Linked DNA regions of Mus musculus: region 2 is linked to region 1. Evidence: chromatin contacts called from public Hi-C data. All regions are on one chromosome and are shown on one strand. The core of a region is the stretch at or near the end of the contact, and the rest is flanking DNA. Distances in the headings are between cores, read along the strand shown. Region 1 holds the start of Pkhd1 (polycystic kidney and hepatic disease 1). Region 2 has its middle 16 kb from the start of Lincmd1.

Region 1 (4,898 bases), core at 1,735-4,234:
ATTTCTGAAAGCTCAGGTGGGCTTCTACACCTCAGCAGCAAGGTATAAAAAGGAAAAAAATTAATTGCTTTAGTCTTGTCACTCCCTACTGGTATGGTTTATTTTAAATTCTGCTGAACATGGGGAGAAAAAATTGGCTGTAATTCAGAAACTGACATGCAGTGATATGATACTCTCCAAATTCAAAGAAAGGAATGTCTCTCTGATTTAGGAAACACTGACTACTGCAACATCTGTCTAGTGTGACATAGCAGGAATAAAACTGAGAGAGCAGCTAAAGTCTACCCAGTCCGAGTGTCAAGTTATAGAAAGTGTCAGGTTTTTTTTTTCTCTCTTGGAACAAGATGAGTCTAAAAATATCACATATCCCATATTCATTTTTTCAAGTCCCTTAACGTTTATTTTTAAATTTTGAGATTTCAGAGTATTAGTCATCTTGATTAATGTGAGACGTTCTTTTGCTTCAAAACTGGAACTCTTATGCACTCTGAAAACTCCAAAACCCATGCAAATTGCCTGATGTCATGGTTTTCTTCTTTCTTTCTTTTCTTTTTTTATTGTATTGAATATTTTCTTTATTTACATTTCTCCGATAGTCTGTGTGTCCCATAAAAATCTTTCAAGCCCTATAAATTTACAATATGATTTTATTCTAGTCTCTTCTAGTGAATGACTATGAAAAACCAGTATGTTCCCAATACCTATACATGATATAATATTACATAGTGCAGGTAAAGAAAACAAGTTATTCCCAAGCACACCCACATAGATTCAAGAAAGGTTTAATTATTTTATTATTTATCTTTAAAAGTAATCCCATAAGAATCTTAAATGAATCACAAATCTAAACTTTTATATAAAAAATTTGTCATATCTACTTTAAATCCCCAGAATGCACATCGTCACATCAGAAATTCTTATTAAACCACATCAGGAAGCTGAGCATAAAAATGGGTATAAGAAATCAACCATCAGCAGTCCAGCCTCAGTGAGACACGTTCCCCAGTGCTGCCATTGTTCTTGTTCCCTGACCATAAATGTTCCTTGCTTAACTAATAAGAGTGTGCCTTTCTGAACTTCAAATTGTTCCCTAAGATTTTCTATATCAGAGTCTGTAGCAGAAACATCATAACCTAACTTCACTAACAAGTTTATTTTTCCAAATGCTTTCTAAGGGTGGTGGTCATTGTTGATGATCTATATCTCTCAGTTCTTCTCTAGGGTGGTGATTGAATCATTAATCTGCTCCAGCAGCAATGACTGAAAGAGATCAAGCACTATTACTGTGAATGCCAGAGATGCTGCCCAGTTAGGGGCTGGAAGCCCCCTTAGAGTTTTCATACAATTCTCAGATTAACAGGGGTGTGAGGGCAGCAAGCAGAGCAGAACTCCATAGCAGTGTGAAGTCCTCAGGACACGTGGTCCTTGGGGTCATGCTTCAACCGTGGCTCACCCGTGTGCCTGTGCTAGCCAGTGGGCTGCATTCCATGAGTTCCAAAGCCAGTTGTCATTCCCTCTGTATGGCCCTTGGCAGGAAAGAAAGTCTGTTAATGAAAGTCTCACATTAATGTTTTACCCTTAGGTTAGGCCCTGGGTGGAGTCAAGCTGCCTCAAAATCTGAGCCCATGATTCTGATGTATGATGTATGATTCTGGGTATGATGATGGGAAATCACACCCAGAGGGATTTGCTTTCCTTTCCTTTGTATCTTCATGAAGAGAAGAGGGCTGAAGAAAAGCAAGCAAGACAAGAGAGGAATCCCAGAGAGGAAAAGGGGGGCTTTTTCTCCAGGGAGGTTCTGGCAGTGCAATGTGAGGTGAAGCATCTCAAGAGTTGACCCTGGAAGACAAAAGCTTGCTCTAATCGCCTAATGAAGTTCTTCAGTGGAAAGTCATGCTGCTGTCCTGTCCACCTGGTGATCTGCCCTCTTTCTTTCAGAAATATGGATATAAGTTGTAGACAATATAATAATTTTTTTTCAAAGTAAGGAAAGGGGAAAAGCCCAAACCAAAAGAGGCCCCAGGCATTCTCAGTTTCAATACTTTGCTTTCATTGCCTAGGTCTATTTCAAATATATCCCTAATATAATCCACGTTATGGATGAGTCTACTCTATAGAAAGCACAGTGCAATCTATTTGGGTTTATAGAAGAATAAACATAGTATTTTTCCCCTACGTGATGTACACAGAGTTCTGGGAATAGCTTATATACGTCAGACACTATTGAGCAGCTCAACCCTGCTGAATCATTTAGCAAGGTACACTCGAGTTTTGATGACTGTGAACTGTATATTGCCAATACGGGAACTTAGTTATCTCTCAGAGTATATATAACCTTAGAGTCCTAATAGGAAATAGAAGGCATATTTGAGATAAAAAATTATTAAAGGGATTAGTTCTAGAAGGGCAGCCAAGATTTAGAAAAGGCATAAAGGGGTGGTATTAAAAACTTGCAAGCTAGCAATAGTATAAGCTGTTAGTAGCCTTGGCCTGAAGATGCACACAAAGGAAATATATCTGAACCTGCAGAAAAAGCAAGCACAAGACAGCAACAGTATTCCATGAAGGAAATGATCTACTCTAGTGACCTTTGAACCCCAGGCTGTGCCATATTTTTGAAACCAATAAGACATCAAGTGTAGTGGACCACCACTGAAAGCCCATAGCATAGGGTGCAGGATCAGGCAGAGAGCACTCATGGAGCATGTAAGTTCCTGCTGGGGTCTCTGCTCACTGGCTGTCTTTCTGGCACCTCCTTTCAGTTACTGAGTGCCCACTGGTCACACTGGCTAGACTATTTTTTTCTTTTCTTTTCTTTTTTTTTTTTTAATTCTTGTCTGAGACACATGCAGTAAGTGGAGAAAAATGTAAGCAGCCCTTTCTTTGGGTCTCTAAGTGGCTCGCGTTAATTATTAAACTTGCCCTGTGGTCATTTGTGAACTTTCACTCTGGTGCACGTTTAGCCAGGACACAAGCGAGTTAGGTGAGTTCCAGTCCAACAGGAAGTGAGCTACCTGCATCTTAGCTAGCTAGCTAGCTAGCTGCAGGCTGGCCTGTCACCGAATAACGCGGCTTCGTTTAGAAGGGGACGGTTTCTCTCATTTGAGGCACAAGGCTGACACAGCATCAGGTACTGTTTGATTCAGAAAAAGACTTCCTTTTCTAGCGCTGCATCTCCCACTGTCATTGCAGTAAGCAAAAGGAAGTGGGAGTGGGAGGTCCACAGTAAGAGCACGGAAACTTGTCTTTTAGGCTCCCAGAGGAGGGGATGCTGAGAGAAGAGGGATGCGGGAGGGGCAGAAGAAAGAGAACGCAGACAGGAAGAGGACTAAACTCAATGCACAGTGCACGTCTCTGTGGCTGAAACATTCCCCTTAAAAGAAACTGGACACTGTGTTGATCACCAGGAAGGATGAGCAGACTTGAATGAATCCCCACCCAGCAAAGTGACATTTATGGTTCATATGACTGTTTTGTTTTGGAGGAAAAAAAATAGGTATTTCTGAACTTCAAGTTTATTGGAGCTCATTGTGGGGTGCTTATTTCTGTTGTTCTAAGTGGGGTGTTATTATGCTTGCTCTAAGCATGGGGCCGGACATTAAGATGAATTATTATAAAATAGTATGCCCAGATTGGCCTGCACACCTGGCAGAACATGCAAGCTGGGTCCCGTGCCTTTGGGCTAGGTATGGAATCCTCGCTCCTGTTGTGCTTTTGTAGGACATGCACTTTTGAACGCTGGATGTTTGTAAATTGAATTCAATTACAAATAGACTGAAGGGTGTAGGAAATTTTACAAGGTAAAAGGACACCTGGTAACATCAACACTCCTTTCAAACCTCAAAAGACTCCACGCCTCCTCTTTGCTGGGGACTAAGGACAGACTTTTATTTCCCCTGGCTTCCAGTACAATGTTCAGCATCTATTGGGTATGTAATAAACTTTCCCAGTCCTGAACTAAATAGAAGTTATTATCTCTTTTGGGCCATCTTAAACAGGACACACCTGTATGATAAATTCACTACAATTGGGCAGGCAGACATTGCTAGACATTCTTGTCGTGAAACTACTGGGGCGTTCTGAAACGGTTGTAACTGCTACCACATTGAGTGTTTTTGTAGAAATTTACATTAACGTATATGTAATGATATGGACTTATTCATTACGGTTTTCAAACTTTCAGAGACCCTCAGAGCTAGAGTTTTAGGAATATTTGTCTATTCACTTCTGCCTGGTGTTAGAGAGGAACTCTCAGCCTTCATAGGGCCAGGCTATGTGAATTCTGTTTCCTTCAGCATGGAGAAAAAGCCATTTATTCTAGATCTGTAAAATCAGATGTGTGGTATTTAAAAATGTATCAAAGAATTAAGTCTTTGAATACTATATCAGGCCCTTATATTATGACCTGTATGGAAATGGATAACTGGTCTCTGGACTGTTTCAGAGTGATCTCTAGAGGCAAGGCTGGCATGACAGCACACAGATAGTATCTGGCTTCGGCTCCTAGGGTGTGAACGGGAAATTTGAGAGAGACTACTGAGGAAAGATTTACTGGAGAACAAGCTGATAAAGCCATGAGAGATTTAATGGCCGAGGTAGAGATCAGCGGATAGAAGCCTTGCTTGATTGCTAACAAGAAATACAATGTGTCTATCATGTAGGGTTCAAATCTGACCATCATAGGAAGGGAAGCTGGGGTATGAGAAAGCAACATGGAACCCTGACTGGTTACCAGTGCCCAGATAACTAAAAGTTATTCTTAAGATTACCTTTTTTGCACAATGGTGAATTGGTTTAAACATGCATTAAATAGCTATTGAGACAAGATGAGTGAGCGGTGGTTTTCTATAATGTTTCTTGTATGCTGATTCTCTTCTGAGCCTAGAAAGATAGTAGGT
Region 2 (4,783 bases), core at 163-2,662, 37 kb before region 1:
ACTGTCCAGCTATTTATATTTGTGTTAGGCCCCTTTGTGTTTGTCAATAAACACTTACTAATTTACTTTCCAAATTAGATGTAGGAAAGTGAAAAACATTACAAGATGCTTTCATATTAACATTTGTGTTTAGTCTCTGGTGATTCAGCTTAGCAACTACACCTTATTCGATGACAGGGAACAAGAGAGGTGAGATCAGTAATTAAAATTGCCCTTACTCCTTGACTTTCTATCCATTTTTATATCTAAATTCAGAATATCTAGCTCTTGGCCTAAAGTCCCAGCCTAGGGTCAGATTTTGGAGTAGCAGAAATACCTCCAGGCCAGAGAGTCAGGGAGCTCTCTTGTGGCTTTGTGGAGTCTTCTATGAAGCAGATGTGCTAGCTACAGAATTTCAAGCTGTCCATCTCTTTGGCATCCGACACGGGTTTCTGTCGTCGTTGTTAGTGGTGGTCATGGTCTCTTCTTACTTCAGAAAACACATTACTTAGACAAACTGGAAGGGGTTATAGATTTAAACTTATCTGTGTAAAGTGGAATACACAGAGCTCCAAATGGAGAGGCAGAAAAGGCTGATGACTATGTGGTAGTGAGAGGTGAATTTAAGTTATGTGTAATGGGATCCACAGGCATGAGAAGTGGTCGCCCAATAACTTTTTATATTCTCATGCCTCTTAGAACACATTTGCTTACTCCAGTTCTCAGATATCTAGCCTAAACACTGAAAGAGATCCTTGCTTGGGGTTAGGCTGGGCAGAGAACAGTTGAGGAATCCAGGGGCTATTTTTGTGGCACCCTCACTGACTTCTCTCATATTAAAAACAAAGTAATGTTCTAACTTCAGAGGCTAGACTCCATTACATGTAGCTGTTGTTCCCATGCATATAAACCAAGTTCCTTTTAGTGAGAACAGCCCTGAGGTACAAAGGCAGCAGGCAAAATAGAACCAAACTGTGTTGAGAATCTAGGGAATAGGGCGACAGTCTATTATATTGTTCAACTAAAACCAAACTTTATTATATATGGCATTAGATTAGATCCATTATCCCAATTATTCTTCTTATTAGTAATTGAGTGAGAGTTTCCAGTATTACTAATCCCACCCAGGAATCTTACTATATAAGAATAAATATGTTTATAGTACACACACACACACACACACACACACACACACACACACACACACACACGTTTGTATATAGTGGTTTGGCCAAAGAGTGAAAGTGGTTTTTGCATCCATTACCCACTCAGTAGAACTCATGTCAGTAGGATGTGAGATGCCATTGGCAGCTGGTACGTTTATCTGTAATGATATGAACGCCTTCCTGAGGACTCCTTAGAAACGTTGAGTTATGTAGGAGGCATTGTCAGGAGCTAAAGTTCTGCTGAGCATTAGTAAGGAGCAAGTGTTAGTAACCCAGGGTAGTGAGACCACATTTGCTACTGCATTCCAATGTCCTGGAGGCCCCGTAGAAACTCAGGTTACATATTAAAACTTTAGTTCTTTGTGAGCGACAACTGGTGACATTCTTTCTTTTTCCTGTCAGCTGTCTTTAGACTTACCCCCTAGCTTCTCCTCTACAGAAGCCATCAGCTAGGATTTCTATCTTGGCCATGGCTCTGGGTGAACCAAGTATTTTTTTTTTTAATTGAAAGTAGATTTTTTTCTCTGATTATGGCTTCCCCTCCCTCTACCCCCCATTCCTTCCCATTTCTCCTTGTATCCTGGTCCACTCACTCTCTGTCTCTAATTAGAAAAGAACAGGCTTCTAAGAGATAATAGTAAAATATAAAAGTGGTATAAAAAGATAAAACAAAAACCATCACATCAAAAATTGGACAAGACAAACCAAAGGAAGGGAAAGAGCCCAAGAAAAGGCACAAGAATCAGAGACCCACTTGTTCACAGTCAGGAATTCCATAAAAACAGTAAACTGGAAGCCATGATCGACATGCAGAGAGCATGGTGCAGCCTGGTGCAAGCCCTGTGCATGCTGCCACAGAGTCTGTGAGTTCCTATGAGCTTTGTTCATGTTGATTTCGAAGGCCTTGTTTTCTTGGTGGCCTTTATTTCCTCTGACTCTTACACCCTTTCTGTCTCTTCTTCCTCTGGGGTGAACCAAGTGTGTTTAATATTTGATTTTCTTCCCCCTCCCAAAGCAACAACCAAGTCTGTCTATTCTAAAGAACATCTGATGGAATAGTTGAAACAGACCCCCCCCCACAGTCCACTTTGGGGTAATCCAAAGGAGGGAAATGTTGCTCTTCACAAGTGTGGTAGGAAAATGCTGCGTGCAGGCAGCCTAACCCTCTACACCAGCAGCAAGTGGCTCTCCCTCCCACCTGTCTCCCCAGCTTGGCCCTGACCTTCAAGAGCAAGACTGGAAAACTTTCTAGTTAATGTTTAAAACAAAAACTTGTTAATGGAGAGAAATTCCCTGCAAAGCACAGAGGCCTTTATGCTGTGACCTGTCCTGTGTTTCTCTTGGCAGAATCTATTAGATGGGTTATCTCAAACATGCCAGTTTTCTCTGTGAGAGGGAGTTTCAGTTCCAGCTTCAGGAAAGAATGCTATCACCATTTATGTCTTGAAAGGAAGTGTTCAGAGAAGAACTGGGTACATAAAGTTAGGGAACCCAGACACTGGTGTGGGTCATAGGCTTTTTGAACATGAGCCAGCTACAAGGCTGGCCTTGAAGTGGATCCTTAGAACACGTCGATGTTCACAATGGACTCCATCACTGTGGTTTGGAGGCAGGCTCCCTGTCTGACCTTTTATGATAAGGCAATTATTAACTAGTAGGAACCTCGCTGTGGGAATGTTTTGGAATTTTGGTTAAGTGTGAAATTAACAAGAGCACCAAAAGAAGAAAGTGAACATTAGTTTTCCTGCCTGTGTTCTGTAGGAGAAGCAGTGAGAAGGGCTTGGGAATGGAGGAAAATGTCTAAGGGTGCCCCCCTCACAGCATAGAGTATCCTAGCTGAGCCTTGGAGTAAATCTTCCTTTTCCCAGACTGCTAGGTGTCGGGAAGGAGTCTCTTTCAGGCTAATAAATAACAGAGCATGGCGAGGCTTTACACTATAGGTGGACAAATGAATGGCACTAGAGGACTGTTACCTATAGGTTATGTTCTTTTACAGACACTGGAGAGTAACTGCCTAAGATCTAATTGTGTCTCAAGGATAATGGAAAAAATAGACTATTTTTCTGTTACTGATATAGTATACATGATTAGAGGAGTGGTTGTTTAATGGATGACTCTGCTGTCATGACACATGCCTAGCACTGAGAAGCTTGGGTGCTCTGGGCAGTGGTTACATAGCCAATAGACATGTCTCAATGACATTTAACTTTATAAAACAAAAGGATGTTGCCTTGGTATTCAAGCTGCAGTTTTTCCCCATTCTCCATTGCTGCCTCTTGTCCTGGTCTGTCTCTTCCTGTTACCACTGGAGAATTTAACAGTAGAAAGACATCAACTACATTAGAGAAGCTCCATTTCCAAGTGATAACATTACTTCTTCCTGCCTTAGGATAGCTCTTTATATTCCATACATGCACCCCTCCCAACATAATCACCTTCCAAGTTCTAAATGAAGAGAATAAGACATTACTTTATCATCTATCTGGATTTTTGTTACTGGATACTTGAACAGCCCTGCATGAGAACTTTCCTATGTCTTCCACATTCGATTTTGAGGCTTTAGGGAGCATGGATGCCACTTTTAGGTGTTTTATGGGTTAAAAGATGTGATGATCCATCGTTCCACAGGGAACAATAATTGGGCCACCTTGGACTAAACTGATGTGTGAGTCTCAGGATGGTATAGAATTGAGGAACAGGGAAAAACAAGAAAAGGCTGCTTTGTCACCCTTTCATTTGACACAAGTTCATTGGACACTATCCACATCTGGCCTAGACTCAGTTGCTAGAAGGTGGAGATGCAGAAGTAACTCAAAGACCAGATTTCCATCTTCTGGAAGTTCACAGTTTCCCAGAGAACTTAAGACAGGTCTGCCTTGTGCCAGTGGAACACTGGAGAGGACTCACACTACCCAGGAGGACAATGGCAACCTGGGAATTCTTCCAAAAGAATGTCCCAGTAGGAGTGTGAAATTATCCAGATGTAATCAAGATCCTGTAAACTTCTGTAAACTTCTGTGGAGAATTGACCTGAGCCCAGGAAAAGAATTAAGAATGAAATCTAGTGAAATTTCAACTCCAACACAACAATCAGAATGTACTTTGAAAAAGCTCACATTTAGTTGTTATAGCCTTAATGTTAAATAAAGGGAGAGGGAAAACAGTTCTTTTGTATTGAAGGAAAATATAAGGAGGACCTTGAAAGACAAAGTATACGTTGGGAGAAAAGTTTTAGCTGAGTGCGTGCTAACCAAGGGTAATTATCTATGATATAGTTATATGGAATGTTCCTTCAACATGATAAGTTATTAAATGAAATTACAATAATATTAGTTGCCTTCCAGAACTTGACAACGTGATACTAATAGCTTATTGATTCAGACACAACATACTTGGGTGGGGATTGAACACAGAGAAATCAAGCTGGTGCTAAACTGGGGGCTTTATTCCTAGTGGTAAGCTTTCATTTTACTGGATGGTACTATGCATGCTACTGGTGGTAAAAAAAAAAAATTACTAATCGTACCTACCTGGTCCACAGTAACAAGCAGTCTGCCAAGACATGCTTGTACCAGAGAAGTCACCATAGGAAACAAGGATTTCTGTAATAGTGGCTTGAACATCATAGGGAAAACCAA

Evidence for each region. Hi-C and Micro-C count contacts between places; a contact is called where the count stands out from the background.
Region 2: a Hi-C map of liver shows a contact between it and region 1, with 2.3 times the contacts expected there. The contact joins the enhancer-like site here to the promoter of Pkhd1 in region 1. A contact is called at or near these places in 10 of 39 promoter capture datasets (cranial neural crest, embryonic stem cells, liver and 4 more), 5 of 484 Hi-C or Micro-C datasets (liver, muscle stem cells, myocytes and 1 more) and 1 of 115 datasets of contacts at active chromatin or transcription factors (embryonic stem cells).

The regions. Positions count from the first base shown.
Region 1 is chr1:20,616,143-20,621,040 of GRCm38.p6, reverse strand. Pkhd1 (polycystic kidney and hepatic disease 1) reads left to right here and starts at 2,984. Exons shown (of 67, transcript NM_153179.3): 1 at 2,984-3,130.
Region 2 is chr1:20,651,945-20,656,727 of GRCm38.p6, reverse strand. No RefSeq gene overlaps it. Among named protein-coding and RNA genes, the nearest start is that of Lincmd1, 16 kb to the left of the region's middle. Within about 2 kb of position 1,412, at least 6 of the 459 cell types and tissues checked have an H3K27ac peak or open chromatin away from gene starts, as enhancers often do. A contact at or near this core is called in liver, muscle stem cells and myocytes, where this site is marked.